Linked DNA regions of Sus scrofa: regions 1, 2, 4 and 5 are each linked to region 3. A link is a contact called in public HiChIP or PLAC-seq data. All regions are on one chromosome and are shown on one strand. Each heading gives the region's core, a stretch centred on a gene start, on an enhancer-like site or on the middle of the called end of the contact. The rest is flanking DNA. Distances are from core to core; before and after follow the strand shown.

Region 1 (2,825 bases), core at 32-2,531, 430 kb before region 3:
CTGCAGATTTCGCTCATGTAACCTAAGTTCAATCACCTGAACAGGGTTTTATTAAGTAAAGGCAGGCAAGGAGCTCCCGCTCTGGCACAATGGCATCAGTGGTGTCTTGGGAGCGGTGGGACACCGGTTGGATCCCCAGCACAGTGGGTTAAGGAACCGGTGTTGCCGCAGCTGTGGCTCTTGGCTGTGGCTCGTATCTGATCCCTGGCCTGGGATCCCCATGTGCCGCGGGTCGGCCAAAAAGAAAAAAAGAAAAGTCAGGCAATTGGAGGAAAGAGCCATCACCTCCAAGAGCCTGGAGGCTCTAGTAAATAACAGATCTCCGCACAAGGCACTGTCTAAGCATCTAGCCTGCTGCCTTATCACCCTGTTCAATTTGTCTTCACTGAAAGAGACCTCCAGGTGCCTCCTCTAACCCACAGATAAAATAATATTAACCCTTGAGCCAAATACTACCTGCTAGAGTTAAACCGTTATTTCTTTAACAGCAATATGCATTAGCAATCATAGCAATAGGCCGCTATAATTACAGCATCAGGCAGCGCCTCTCAGGTTTGCTCAGTATAGGTTATCAACGAAGGACTCCTTAAGATATGCAGGGCGGGGGTGGGGAACACAGCTTTCACCATATTTTGGTCACTGCAGGAAAAAGGTAAAGCCCTGTTTTCTCTCTCACTTTAGATTCTCACTTCAAACATTCAGCCTGCGCGAGGAGGTCACTTCTCCTCGAATACAGGTTCACAATTCTGAAGCTATGCTTGCTCATCGGCACCGCCGCTTCCGAAGCTTCAGCCCAAATCCGGAGCTTTTCCCTTGGTCAGGAAGGCGCAGGGGTTCCCAGAGTCAAAAGCCGCGCGCGTCCCCACCACAGCTGCCCCAAAGCGCCGGATGCCTGTCAGCCCGAAGCACTTGGCTGTAGCTTTCTCGAAGCCCAGGAGGCCCGGACCGGACCCGAGCTCACGCCGCGGCGCGCGGAAGCGGGAGCAGGCGCCGCAGCACAGGGTGCAGGAGCCCGGGCGTCCTGACGGGGAAGGGGCGTGATCGCGAGACGCTCCCAGAGCAGGCGATGCCTGCCGCAGCTGCCATGCAGCGCCACCGCGGGGCCCGGGGAAGGGGCAGAAGGGTGTGGAGAGGGGCGGCTCGGCGGCTTGAGGGCAGGCACAAGCGACCGGGGCTACTCACTCAGCCAGGACTCCAGGCTCTCCCCTTCCGCCTCCGCCATATTGCAGCCGCCCGGGCCGGCCCCGCGGCCTCAAACCTCGCGAGAACCTGCAAGAGCTGAGCTGGGGCGGGGCCTGCATAGGGCCCTGAGAAGAGAGAGCGCCGCCACCGAGGGTTGCGCCAGGCTGCGGCGAATAATGGGAGCGCGAATGTTTCCTTTTGACTCTTCACCTTAGACCCCGGTGTGAGAGACTCTTAAGGCCCCCATAGGGTGAAGCCCAGGTTTAGGAGCCTGTGCAGCCTTTCCCGGACTTCTGTCACCAGCTCAGGCGCACCGAGGGCAGTCTCTGTGGGGTCCTCGTGGCCAGCCAAGATGGCTGCCCCCGCGGTGAAGGCTGCGCGAGGGTGGTCGTGCTCGGCCTTGGGCGTGCGGATTGCCGTCCTCCGGTTTCCAGGGTGAGAGGGCAGCCTGTAGCTGGGAGGCCGTTTGGGTCTTCACGGAGAGACCTGCTGGAAAGGAAGAGGGGCCGTAGACAGGCCGCGCGGGAACCAGGGGGCTGGGATGTCCGGCTCCATGGCTCTTTAACCAGCAGGGTGATTTTGGGTCAGTCTGAAGACATAGTGACTTCCCGCCCGCTCGAGGGGTTCTAACTTAGCGCCGAAAGTGCGATCCTGTTAAAGAACGCAGAGCTGGGATTTTCTTTGTTGGAAGGGAGGGGGAGAGATGCATAGGCGGGGCGCCTATCCCGAGTTTCAGGCCCGTCCTTACCGTTGGCACTTCCTGGCCTGTTTGGGGGAAAGTTCTCCTCCTGCTTGGGACGGGAACCAGAATTATCGGGGTTCACCTTTGGCTAGCGGTCTCCGCGCCGCTCTCACTCGTCGGCGGATTGGCACCCTTGCCTATTGTTAAGTCAAGCTATTTCACTTGTGGAGTCAGCTTTTGCCCTCCTCTTCCTCTTCCCCGCCTCCAGGCTAACCCAGGTGAGGTGGAGCCGCTATGGTCCTGAATACAAGGATCCCCAGATTGACAAGGAATATTACCGCAAGCCGTTGGCGGAGCAGACGGAGGAGGAGAAGTATGAGCGGGATTTCAAGAAGACGCAACTTATCAAAGCCGCCCCCGCGACCAAAACAAGTTCTGTGTTTGAAGACCCGGTGATCAGGTTAGAAGGAAACAAAGTTTTTTTCCAAGGACCGGGACTTTACCAGGGAGGGTCTATAGTAAGGATTCCCTGACACGGCCTTGAGAGGCTAAACATGTTGCTTTTCTCCTTGAAGTAAATTCACCAACATGATGATGAAAGGAGGAAACAAAGTACTGGCCAGATCCCTCATGACACAGGTAAACAGTCCCTCTGCTTTTCCCCGTAGCTTTGTACTTGGCTCTTTCGTTTTAGCATGAAAAAAAAACGGATTCTGTAGCTGTCGTTGAAATTAACTTCCCTGTATGCATGTGTGGGAGTGGGGCTTTAATGAAGTCCTGCAGGAGTCAACAGCTACCATTCCTCATCCCCATATCCCAAATCTTAGCCCACTCTTTCTTTCCTGGTCCAGGGAAGAGGGAGACACTGAAGATCCTGGTTTCAGCAGTGCGGAGGGAGGAGCTGCACAGTTAGAGAACAACAGTGTGACGGGAGTAAAGGGCAAGATCCTAGCTCAGCTGG
Region 2 (2,949 bases), core at 269-2,768, 310 kb before region 3:
AAAAACCTGAGCAGGCACAAAAATGCGATCTAAAAGTGAAAAAAAACAACTAAAACACAAAAACACCAGCAAGCTACACTTGTGATCTAGTGCAGTATTAGTGCAGTATTGGTTACGGCTGAACTCAATCCTTTGAGCCTCCCAGCTCCCAGGGGGAGACCTTAAGTCTCGCACAGCTCTCTAGCAACCCTTCTGGCTGACTGAAGAAACACAGTGGACGCTTCACAGCAAAGGATAAAGCAGGGAAGAGGGCATCATCTTTCCGGGAGAGAAACGGAATCTTTAAATGAGGGAGAAAAACGAACGGGCGAAAGAGCAGAAACCTCAAAAAATTATGCCAAAAGGGACAATAAGGAGGAAGGGGAAGTAGATTAGACTAAAAGGGGGGAGGGGGCAAGTGACTTGCATTATACGGAGTAAGCATTTCGTGGCCGCAGAAGACAAGGGAGAAGTTTAGAAAGGCAGCAACTGTGGAGTGCAAAGTGAACAGAGGGACTAGAAAGCCCAGAAGACTAAAGCGAATTTCTCTAGTGCGCCTTTCTTTTCCACCCTCTTCTGAGACTCAAGAGTAGCAAAAGACAGAACCCGCGAGGGCACTTCGGCTCTTCTGCAAAGTATACTTTTGCTGCATCTGAAGCCAGCCTAGGTGAACTCCCTAAATAAGCTGTTAACTAGCATGGCTTTACAATCCTATACACAGAGAGAGCTGCAAATGAAAAGTGCCAGCGATTCTCTGCCCTCGATCACGGAAATCTTTCTTCGGAGCATTCCGATTAACTGCTGCTTACTTTTCTTAACAAATGTTTTTAGGGAAGCAGTCAAAAAAAAAAAAAAAGCGCAATAAAAGTAAAGGTATTTCTACTGGCTCCGGTAACAAACGTCCTCGCTCACAGTATTAATAGGGTTGGTGGGTTTCCTCCCAAAATTCGGCCCCCAAACACCAGGAGTTGGTGACGTGGTGGCCGTATAGGTCGAAGGAGCATCAATCACCATATTTGCAACCCGCCTCGAATCCCCCGCCTCCCGGGCCAAGTCACACTGACTCACAGAATGATTACCCTGTGTTCTCGGGCTTCTCCGGGTCCCCCCTGTGCAAACCTTCACGAAGAAAGCATAAAATTAAATCAGGAGCCCCCAGCCTCTCGTCCAGGGCTCTGTTCCAAGCCAAGGGTACTGAGAGGACGGTCCCCGGGAAGGAAGCGCCCCAAAAGGGGAAACATGGAGCCCGGAGCCCGGGCGCTCCGCTCCCCGCCCGGAGCCTCGCACTCCCGACCCCCAGGCCCGGCAGCCCACGGTACCCTGGGCCCGGTCCCCCGGGGCCGACTCCCGCGACGAAGCGGGGAGGAAGCAGCACGCGAGCAGCGCCGTCGCCGCCAGCCACACTCACCGTGGCGCAGCTGCTCCGCTCCACGCCCGGCCGGCCCCTCTGCAGCGGTGCGAGCGGCCGCAGACCCCTCTGCTGCTCCCCGAGGGCAGCGCCTATTCTCGCCGCCGTCACCGCCACAGTCTTCGTCGTCGCCGCCGCGGTCCGGTAGCTGAAGCAGCACAGCCGCCTCGCTTCCGCTCCTGGTCGGGGTCCCGCGAGAACTTCCCTGTGCGGCCCCGCCCCGCCCCGCCCCCGCGAGACTTCCCCCGGCGGAAAAGGCCCAGAGCGCAAGCGCTCCTCCTCCGCCAGGCCCCCCGCAGGTAGATCAGCTACAGGCCAGAGCGCAGGCGCCAGGCCGCCCCGCAGCAGGTGGCACCGACAGGGCTCCACCCCTGGGTCGCCGTAACCCTTTCGGTGCCAGAGCGGGTCAATTACAACTCACCTCCGAAAGAAAGGACTTTTTTTTTTTTATGCCCCACATTTGCATGATTCAATTGTCATATTACTTTTGATGGCCGATATCAACTTATTTTTTTTTTATTTCTCCACTGTACAGCAAGGGGGTCAGGTTATCCTTACATGTATACATTACAATTACATTTTTCCCCCAGCCAAGAAAGGACTTTTATGCACACCCTAATCACTTCGTTTTCCCCTTCCACCAACCCAGTTTGGCGGGGTTGGGGGGGAATCTCCCTCCCACGTGAAGCAAGCCAAATAGAGGATCAGGTCTGGAAATATTTGAGAATCTGGTCCAAACAAACTCTGCTGCGTTAGGTGAATGAACATATTCGTTCGCTCATCGATTGAACCAAGTGCCTAGTACATTCTAAGCACTGTGTCAAGTATAGAGGGTCCAACTAAGAACAGAAATCCGGGCCCTTTCTGCACAGAAACGAATTCAAGATCTATAGGAGGGAAAGAACAAATAATACCATAAGTACGGTCAGAATTATTTGGAGAAGGCTGAGGAGAGGCGAGGGGTCGCCGCTCCTCCCATCTCAGAAAAGCGTTCTCGGAGAACGCTGTGGCGTTATCTGAGCTGTCTTGGAGGATGAGTAGGAGTTTGCCAGAGAAGCCATTGCAAGGGCATTCCAGGCAAAGGGAACAGCACGCACGTACGAGGGAACGGAGGCGTGGGCATCGTGTTCCCTGCAACGCGAAGTAGTTTGATTCCTGTATGAGGCGGGGTGAGTTACCTGGTAGTGGCAGAAGATGAGGCTTGGAGGAGTAACTCTTATTTTTCAGTCCCAATCAAAGGAGAGAACAGAGCATCTGACGGTGATGTGAATTCCGGAAGCCACCAAAAGAGCAAGATATAAAAATTAAGAAACGTGGGAGTTCCTGTCCTGGCACAGTGGTGAATGAATCTGACTAGGAACCATGAGGCTGCGGGTTCGATCCCTGGCCTTGCTCAGTGGGTTGGGGATCTGGCGTTGTCGTGAGCTGTGGTGTAGGTCGCAGACGCGGCTCAGATCCCGCATTGCTGTGGTTCTGGCGTAGGCCGGCAGCTACAGCTCTGATTGGACCCCTAGCCTGGGCCCTAGAAAGGCCAAAAAGACAAACAAAACAAAACATGATTC
Region 3 (2,702 bases), core at 170-2,669:
TTGGATGATATCATCTCCCAATTCTACCCGTACACTCTTATTCTGAAGTTCATGGTACACACACATTTAAAATCCAGCCGTCTGAACTATCTTTCTCCATTCAAATCACACTTGGGTATTCGGGGTGGGGTGGGGTGGGGGGAATAACAGATAAGCCAATTATCTGCATTTAATAGGATTAAAGCAATACACCTCAACTTGTTTCTCCTTTTGGAATTTTTCATCTTCAAACGCCCCTAGTGGTGAAACAATTGATTTGGCCTGTTTAAGAAATACTCGTTTCTCAGCTTTGTAGGCTGACAATTTGGCTTCTGATGTGGTTACTTGGAACTAAATAAAATAGGCATGTGTCAGTCCTGCATATTAACACTTTTACATTCACCCCTTCCTGCTTTGCCCCTAAGGTTACTGGGAATGTGTTTCTTTTACGAGATTAGCATGAGTTAATGTTACTTAATAAGATACAAATCAGTCTTTAAAACAATGTCTTTAAATAGATTAAATAAGGAAAACAAAGTTAAGATGGTAAGTTTCAAGTATCTATGAAGAACTTCATCTGACTGGAGGGAAGCGGGGAGGAGACATTTTCCCAAGTAGAAAGGCTGGCATTCAGAGCAGGAAACTAGGGTAAATTATAATAAATCGCACTCCTGACTCAAACCCAGGCCCTTCCTCTGGACACTGTGATGCTTCTCGAAGCCCCCTGCAACTTGCCAGTGCACCTGAGACTATGCTAGATGGAGATTAAGTTCGTCCTTGGCCCTTAACGTACTGGAAACAAATTGGTCAGGCCAAGTGTCGAGCTGAGAAAGGACTGAAACCGTGGAGTTCCAGGTTTCAGAGCTCGTAAAGGTGTATGGAGCGCCTGAGCAAAGGCGCAGGAACAGAGTACTGGGTTGTGTAGCTCTTCGTTAGCAGAGCTTTCTCACGCTGACTTCCAGCAGGCCGACTTTCCCTTATGATTTTCAGCTTGTTCCCGCTGAACGAGCGAGGATGTTGGCAGAGTCCAGGTGCCTGAAGCTCAAAGGCCCATTGCTCAGGGCGGCATCAGAACCGAGCCCAAGCTTTGCTAAGTATGGAGGCGAGATAATTATTACACTGTTGGCCGTGGAATTACACTTGGAACTGTTTCACTGCAGTCGTTAAGCCCTCCCTAGCTCTGGGCCTCTTCTACTCCAGGTGCTCCAGTTTCAGGCAAAGGTTCCCCCACGAACGGGGAAACCGGCTGTTAAGGAGAGACAGGGCGAGACTGCAATCCCCAGAAACCGTCTCGGGCCCTCAGCATCCGGGATACCGTCTGCAAGGCTCTCTGGGTATTGTGGTCCGTTCCTTTGGCAGCAACCCTCGGCGGACGGTAAAATTCCAGCCTGACCCAGGACTACAACTCCCAGCAACCCTCGCTGCCGTGCGGGGGGTCTTCACGTTCTCGTGGCGCGGCGCAGGCGCACTAGTGCCTCGGCGCGGACCGCGCAGACTGAATAATAAAAGGGGAGCGGCGAAGAGGCAGGAAGACAGGACCATGTCGAAGGGCCCCGGGCCCGGCGGCTCCGCAGCTTCCTCGGCGCCCCCGGCCGCTACCGCTCAGGTGCTGCAGGCACAGCCCGAGAAACCGCAGCACTACACGTACGTAGAGCCCCCCCCCCCGCCGCGCGCGCACGCCTGACGTCAGCGGCCAGCGTGAGTCACGCGCGCAGGGAGAGCGCGAGGCGGCCTCTCCCTCCCCCCTTTCCTCCGTCCCGGCCCAGACCGGTTCCAACCTGCTAGGGCCGGTCCCAACTGCCTCCAACTGCCACCAACCTTTGGTCGGGCTGTGGGGCGGGAAACCCAGTCCCGCCGCAAGTGGGGAAGGAGGGAGCTCGCGGCGCAGAGTGCACACATCTCAGGCCTGGCCTTCGAGGCCTAACTGGTTCTCAGGCCATAAAACCACAGTCCCAGGCACTCTCGGGGGGGATAAGAAGTCCAAGACGCGACCAGGATGCGTTCCTAAGGGGCCAGCCCTAGAACGGCCTATGAATGACCACTAGCGTGAAGTTCTGTTAGGCGACCTGTGTTCTGTGCACAGGAGGCCTTGTGCGTCCCTAAGGCCCAAGTGTTGTCCACTTTGGCTGGAATTTACTTAAAAACATTTGACCCAGGCCAAGTCAGGGATCCCGAAGGTGATGGGGTCCGAATATGTTCTCAGGCCCAACCCAGCTGTGGCCTCAGAGGGACCCCCAAATGCTGACACTGCAAGAGTCCAGTAAGATGGAAAACCTCTTCCTGGGAATCTGCTTGTGTCTAAATGTAGGTCCCTTTCGTCTTTTTATTTCCTTTCAGGGCACTTCAAGCAACTCCCTAGTGCTAGGTACTTGATGAGAAAGAAAGGTGAAGAAGGCAGACCCTCCCTTTAAGCAGAATGTTGGGTTTCCATTTTCCCTGATGCTCTTTGCCTCGCATCTCCTTGGGCTGCCAAAATGTGTGCATGTTTGGAAGGATCCCCAAGTGTACCTCAATCTGGCCGGAGATTTGGAATGTGGGAGTTGAACAACCGTTAAGGGGCACACAGTAATGCTGTCTGGTGACCCAGAGCAAGAAGCGTGTGTTGGAATAGAAAGAACTAGAAGTCCACAGGGGAGCTCTCGTTCGTCACTCACAGAAGTCAGACTCTGTGAGTGGGAAACTCTTCTGGAATAAGGCAAAGAGGGTTTAAGGAAGTGTATTGG
Region 4 (2,915 bases), core at 414-2,913, 400 kb after region 3:
AGGACCCATGGCTTTATCTTGGCCTGTCCTAAAGCATATTCATCTCTGCAAGGATTCATTCTCTGGCACAAAAGCAGCGAGCAACACAGCTCCGGCCCACACCCTGCAGGGGGCAGGTTCATTGTCTGGTCCCTGCTTTCACCTGGCACAAACCGGACACACCGCTGAGAAACCAGCTCCTCTCATTAGCATGTCTTTATTCTACCGCTGCAGTTCTGATCTCTCTCCAAGATCATGAAAATCCTCCTTGGGTCCTAAGCCAAAGAGAAGATGGGAGCCATGAGTCCCCAGGAGTCTTGAGAAAAGCAATGAAAAATGAAGAGCAGAGAGTTAGGTCATGTGCCAGCAGTTCGGAATTGGCTAGTTCTTTTCTTCTCTTTTTTGTTTTTAGTTATTCTTCAATGTTTTTAACTTTTAAATTGAAGTATAATTGATTTACAATATCGTGTTAGTTTCAGGTGTACAGCAGTGGTTCGATTTTATATAGATATAATATAGATATACATATAGTTTAATAATATATGTATATATATTTTTTCCAGAATCTTTTCCCTTAAAGGTTATTACAAAATCCTGAGTCAAGTTCCCTGTACGACACAGTAAGTCCTTGATGTGATCCTCTTGTGCTGTCAAAATCCTCCCCCAGCTCCAATATTTATGCTACAAACCAGAGGCTGAGACATTTATCCCTTTAATGATTCTAAAAACAAAGAGAATCCTTCTCTACATTTTAAATAGCTGTGCCCTGTCCCAGAGCCATCCTCATTCCAAAAAGCAGGCTTGTCACTCCTCCAGCCAAGTAACAACCCGAGTGACTCTGCTACGTAGAGCCCCCAATATTTCTGTTCGACACCCTTGTTCTTCCGACAGCCTCTCGAAAAGCATCAGCACCACGGAAAAGGCATTTTCGGCCTCCACCCTCCAGCAGGCAGTGGCAGCTTTCCCTGGAGAAACCTCATTCAAACCTGCGCCTGTCCCTCCCTCACCGGAGGCCTGGATGTGCTGACCTGTGCCAGCACCCAGCACAGGTGCCTGCTTCGGACGCCGAGCCCGCCTCCCCCAACCCGCAGCCCCCCGAGGGGAACGGGGACCCGGGCGGGAAGGAGCGGACTCCGTGCTGCGGACGGCGGGGACCTGGCCTGCAACGAGGCACCCCGCCCCTCGGGAGCCGCAGTCTCCCCAGCGCACGTCTCTGTCACAGGACGCATTGCGTCCGGGCCGCCCGCGTCCCCCGGCGGAGGGGCTGCCCACCCTCGCGACCGCCCCGGGCCCTAAAGCACCGCTCCAGGCCTCCTGCTAGACATCCCACCCTCCAAGATCGCACTGCAGCGCCGTCGGCCCCTGGGCCCGCCGGCCCCCCGGCGTCCCGGTGCGGGAGCCTCGCGACCTCCTCCCAGCCCCGGGCCGCGCTCACCGGACTTGGGCGGGTAGCGGTACACGGAATTGGACGGGATGTCCACCTCCTCGACGCCCGCGTGCTGCCGGCTGGTCAGGGCCCCCATGGCCGCTGCGCCCGCGCCGCCCGCGCCTCACCGCGGCCGCTTGCCCCGCGCCGGCTGCGGGGGTCGGCTGCCCGCCGCGGCCCGCTCGGCCTCGGCGCTGCGGCTCTGGCGGCGGGGAGCCCCCGGCGCGCCGCGCACCATCCTCCGCCGGGCCCCGCGGCGGCGCCTGTGCCGAGGGGGGCTGCGGGCTGGGCCGGGGGCGCCGCCGCCGCCTCAGGCCGCGTGATGTCAGCGGCGGCTCGCGCGCGGGGACCGCGGCGGCCACGGCCAATGGCGGGGCGGGGCGGGAGGGTCCGCGCGGCGCCAGCCAATGGGCGGCGGGACGCGGCGGAGCGGCGGCCGGGCGCGCGGCGAGGGCTGGAGGGGCCGAGGACGCGGCGCCCCCGGAGCCCGCTGGCGCGGTTCCGGCGGCCTCGCGGGAGCCGCCTCCTCGAGGGGCGTTCGCGCACCCTGGTCCCCAGCATCCGAAAGGCGCACGCGGCTTCCCCGCCTGGCGGAGGCTCTCTCCAGCCCCGTCCCTCGACATGTGCCAAAGCCGATGGTCACAAACCCGCAGAGGGGCGCCCTCCGCCTCCCAGGCGGGCAGTGGGGGTGGGTTCCCGCCCCGAGCGCCTCAGCCCCTCAGGGGCTCCCAGGGGTCGGGTAGACTGGTCAGTGCCGGTGACCCTCCAGGAAAACGTCGCCATCCCTCTCACCTAGTTCCTTTCAAGGCGCCGAGCTCTATGCTTGTTCTGTTTACGGGTCCCTTGGGCAGCTCCTGTAACCCTGAAGTTGGGAGACCATCGGCCCAAGAGGAGAAGGAGACAAGGCCCCTCGGACCGCACCTTTGGGAAACTTTGGGAAGAAGGGCGTTAATGCAGGGGAACTGGAGTGGGGCCAGAGCACACCAACCGTGGAACACCTGGGCAGGCAGAAGACCTCATTCTAAACCTAATTGCAGACATTTGTGTTTTAAACCCTTTATGCTATTTCTGTTTTGGCGGGCTTTTTCCTGAGAGAGTAAACTGATCTGCGAAAACTTCAATTTCAAGAACGTGGTTTCAGCAACCTTTCAGCAAGGGGTTCCAAGTACAGTTTGGGGAGTCAAGGTCCCTTGATTAAGCTTTTAAAGCCATCCATAGAGCATCTTTCCTGATGATTCTCTGTGTTTTTCTTGTTTTTAACAGCCGCACCTGTGGCATATTTGAGTTCCCGGCCTAGGGGTCAAATAGGAGCTGCAGCTGAGGTCTATGCCAAGGCCAAGGCAACTCTAGATCCTTAACCCACTGAGCGAGGCCAGGGGTCAAACCTGCATCCTCACATCGGCAACAATGGGTCCTTAACCCCCTGAGCCACAAAGGAAACTCCCTTTCATATTTTTCATTGCCCTCTTTTCAGCTTCATACCTAGTAGCAAAGATACCAACTCCCATGG
Region 5 (2,855 bases), core at 349-2,848, 260 kb after region 3:
TTACACCAACAGCTATTCTGTCATACGACAAGGCTAAGCAAGGAGAAAAGCTGATTGCTTGAACTGCTACTACTTCAAACTAAAAAAGGGGGGGGTGCATTATTGGCCACTGAGGATTAATGAAACCCAACAACTTAATAGTTGCTGGATTCTAAATACTGACTGCATCGGGGTGGTTCCCAATGTTTTACACCTGGACCCAGGATTTTACTCATTCAAGCTGATTCAGGTTATAAATGACACGGACTATACCTCTATTTGCATAATGTCCCACACCTGCCAAATCTGACTTTCCTTAGCAGCTGCGACACTGCCTGTGGCCATGCTGAGCACAGGCCAACCAAAGGAGGCCACGGTATGCATTGAATACTAGATTTTCCTTTTAAAAGAAAAAGCCCTGACCAAACTTTCCTTTTAAAAAATCTGAAATTACTTTATGTCCCAAACTTAGGAAATCCAATGACCTTTGCCTACAATTTTAGTTTCATTTCAAAGTCTCCTCGATGCTTCTCTATAGGTGTATTTTCAAGTACTGAACAATAAAAGGACTATTTTCAGTCACTGATGTGACAAGGAGATAGAAGGTTTGCAGCAAAATCAAGGCATTCTAACTGAAGTATATACTACCAGTTCAAAAAGCAAAACTCCAATTCCCCAAAAGATGTCAAGCCATATGTGTAATTTCAGAAATTCACCTACAATTTCTTAACCATTTATCCACTTCAAAAAGCCACAAATCAGACGCATAAGCACTTAATTGTGACACACTCTGATAAAACCAGAAACCAATTCCTCCAGCTCATCTCAATGACTCTCACCAAGATAAAACGCCTACAGACCTATCAAGAAAGCTATCCAAGTACTGCTAGAAATCTACGATGATTTATATTCAAAATGGGCAATACGCTTTTCCTCAGAACAGTCAGCCTTTGCTTCCACTTCCAGAGCATCAAACTGTAACTTTCATTATCCACTCTCCGACGGTTGTCAGACAGAAGCATTAAGACAAAAAGGCCAAGACTGCAGTTTCCTCTGCCCAGCGCAGTGACCCAAGGTGCCAAGCCAGTAGTTCACCAGGGTGGCCACAGTGTCAGCCCTGTCACCAGTCCTCCACCTGGACAACTGCAGGAAAACTGCAGAAAACTGCTCAAGATTCCAGTGCCACCTGAAAGAAGAGGAAATTCCCCAGACTAGAAGGCAAAGGAGATGCGAGAAAAAGCCAGTCGAAACACAGACCCTAGAACCCTAGGTGTCAAAAAAATAGGGGCGAGAGTAACTACAGCCCTCGGCCTCTCCTGCCCAGGGTGCGCCGGGACCCGCCGCATCTCCCGCCCCCGACCCGCCAGAACGACACGTAGTCATTACGAGTTAGGCCCAATTACTGTAGGATACTCTCCAAACTCAGGCTATCCCCGAATTCTTTGTTTGCCTTCGACCCGGCTGAAGGCCGTTCATTTTCCTTATTTTCCTCTCCTCCGGCACCGCGTCCACCACCGCTACTGCCACCACCGCCGCCGCCGCTGCTGCCGCCTCCGCCTCCAGGAACCTGTTTCTCAGCAGCCATCTTGCCCCCGCGCCGCAGAGCAGGCTGGGATAGAGGAGGCGGGACGACCCGGGAAGGAGAGAGCGGGACAGGCGCGGACGGGCTGATGGGATAGCGGCGGACTCCGCCGCCGCCCGTCCTGCCCTCAGGCAGCGGCCACTTGTTGGAGTGCGCCTGCGCATGGGCTCCGATTCCCATGCTCCATTGGCGGCGGGCTAGGCTGCTGGGTCCGGAGGCGCAGGCAGGCCGTAGCTTCTGACGTCTTCTGGTGACCATCCCATTTCCCGTCCACCAAGGGTGGAGGGAGGACCGAGGGATGGCCTCCCAATTCCTACATCCCTGCATGGGGGATCCGGCTCCCGTTCTGCGCACAAAGGAAGGCAGTTGGCTAAGACATTTGATTTCTGGAGTGTCTCCCTCCCCGGGCACTTGGGAGATGGGGTTCCCACCCTTCCGCACTAACTACTCCTCAGTACTCCTCCCGAGAGGGAACCGCCTCTGTCTGCGCCTTCCTCTGGAGCTGACCACAATGCAGGAGCTTTCTCAAGCAAATGGGGAGCTGTACCCTTCCCTGGAAGCAACCCAGTGACACTCAAGGGATAAACAAAATGTCTTCTATCTGTACAATGGAATACTAATTCAGCCTTAAAAAGGAAGGAAATTCTACACGTGCTACAACACGTTTGAAGCTTGAAAATATTGTGCTAACTAAGCCGGTTACAAAAAAGGGTAATATTCTATTTATGTGAGGTATCTATAATGTAGTTAAATTCATAGGAAGTAGAATAGTTGTTGCCAGTTTGATCCCTGGCCTTGCTCAGTGGGTTAAGGATGCGCCGTTGCCATGAGCTGTGGTATAGTTCACAGACACAGCTCAGATCTAGCCTAGCTGTGGCTGTGGTGTAGGCCCTAGCCTGGGAACCTCCATGTGCCACGGGTGCGGCCCTAAAAAGACAAAAATAAATAAATAAATGTCCATCAACAAATGTAGGGATAAATAGAATGGCACGTCATACAATGGAATCTTACTTGGCCATAGAAAGGAGTAAAGGGGAGTTCCCGTCGTGGTGCAGTGGTTAACGAATCCGACTAGGAACCATGAGGTTGCGGGTTCGGTCCCTGCCCTTGCTCAGTGGGTTAACGATCCGGCGTTGCCGTGAGCTGTGGTGTAGGTTGCAGACGCGGCTCGGATCCCGCGTTGCTGTGGCTCTGGCGTAGGCCGGTGGCTACAGCTCAGATTCAACCCCTAGCCTGGGAACCTCCATATGCCGCAGGAGCGGCCCAAGAAATAGCAACAACAAAAGACAAAAAG

Evidence for each region. HiChIP or PLAC-seq counts read pairs in DNA pulled down with a chosen protein or histone mark.
Region 1: a contact with region 3 is called in an H3K27ac HiChIP or PLAC-seq map of alveolar macrophages. The contact joins the promoter of MRPS7 here to the promoter of UNK in region 3. A contact is called at or near these places in 1 of 5 promoter capture datasets (fetal liver) and 1 of 2 datasets of contacts at active chromatin or transcription factors (alveolar macrophages).
Region 2: an H3K27ac HiChIP or PLAC-seq map of alveolar macrophages shows a contact between it and region 3. The contact joins the promoter of GRB2 here to the promoter of UNK in region 3. A contact is called at or near these places in 3 of 47 Hi-C or Micro-C datasets (epiblast stem cells, heart right ventricle and liver) and 1 of 2 datasets of contacts at active chromatin or transcription factors (alveolar macrophages).
Region 4: an H3K27ac HiChIP or PLAC-seq map of alveolar macrophages shows a contact between it and region 3. The contact joins the promoter of RNF157 here to the promoter of UNK in region 3. A contact is called at or near these places in 1 of 5 promoter capture datasets (fetal liver), 3 of 47 Hi-C or Micro-C datasets (embryonic fibroblasts, liver and skeletal muscle) and 1 of 2 datasets of contacts at active chromatin or transcription factors (alveolar macrophages).
Region 5: an H3K27ac HiChIP or PLAC-seq map of alveolar macrophages shows a contact between it and region 3. The contact joins the promoter of SRP68 here to the promoter of UNK in region 3. A contact is called at or near these places in 1 of 5 promoter capture datasets (liver) and 1 of 2 datasets of contacts at active chromatin or transcription factors (alveolar macrophages).

Annotation. Positions count from the first base shown.
Region 1 is chr12:6,054,125-6,056,949 of Sscrofa11.1, reverse strand. MRPS7 (28S ribosomal protein S7, mitochondrial) reads left to right here and starts at 1,281. Exons shown (of 5, transcript XM_003131206.5): 1 at 1,281-1,617; 2 at 2,133-2,324; 3 at 2,440-2,503. The coding sequence starts at 1,535. It overlaps GGA3 (ADP-ribosylation factor-binding protein GGA3), which reads right to left. Exons shown (of 18, transcript XM_021066652.1): 2 at 1,183-2,825. The coding sequence starts at 1,222.
Region 2 is chr12:5,939,292-5,942,240 of Sscrofa11.1, reverse strand. It overlaps GRB2 (growth factor receptor bound protein 2), which reads right to left and starts at 1,518. Exons shown (of 6, transcript NM_001137628.1): 1 at 1,388-1,518.
Region 3 is chr12:5,626,966-5,629,667 of Sscrofa11.1, reverse strand. It overlaps UNK (RING finger protein unkempt homolog), which reads left to right and starts at 1,419. Exons shown (of 15, transcript XM_021066619.1): 1 at 1,419-1,623. The coding sequence starts at 1,520.
Region 4 is chr12:5,224,726-5,227,640 of Sscrofa11.1, reverse strand. RNF157 (RING finger protein 157) reads right to left here and starts at 1,663. Exons shown (of 19, transcript XM_003357958.4): 1 at 1,415-1,663. The coding sequence starts at 1,502.
Region 5 is chr12:5,367,097-5,369,951 of Sscrofa11.1, reverse strand. It overlaps SRP68 (signal recognition particle subunit SRP68), which reads right to left and starts at 1,598. Exons shown (of 16, transcript XM_005653867.3): 1 at 1,393-1,598. The coding sequence starts at 1,564.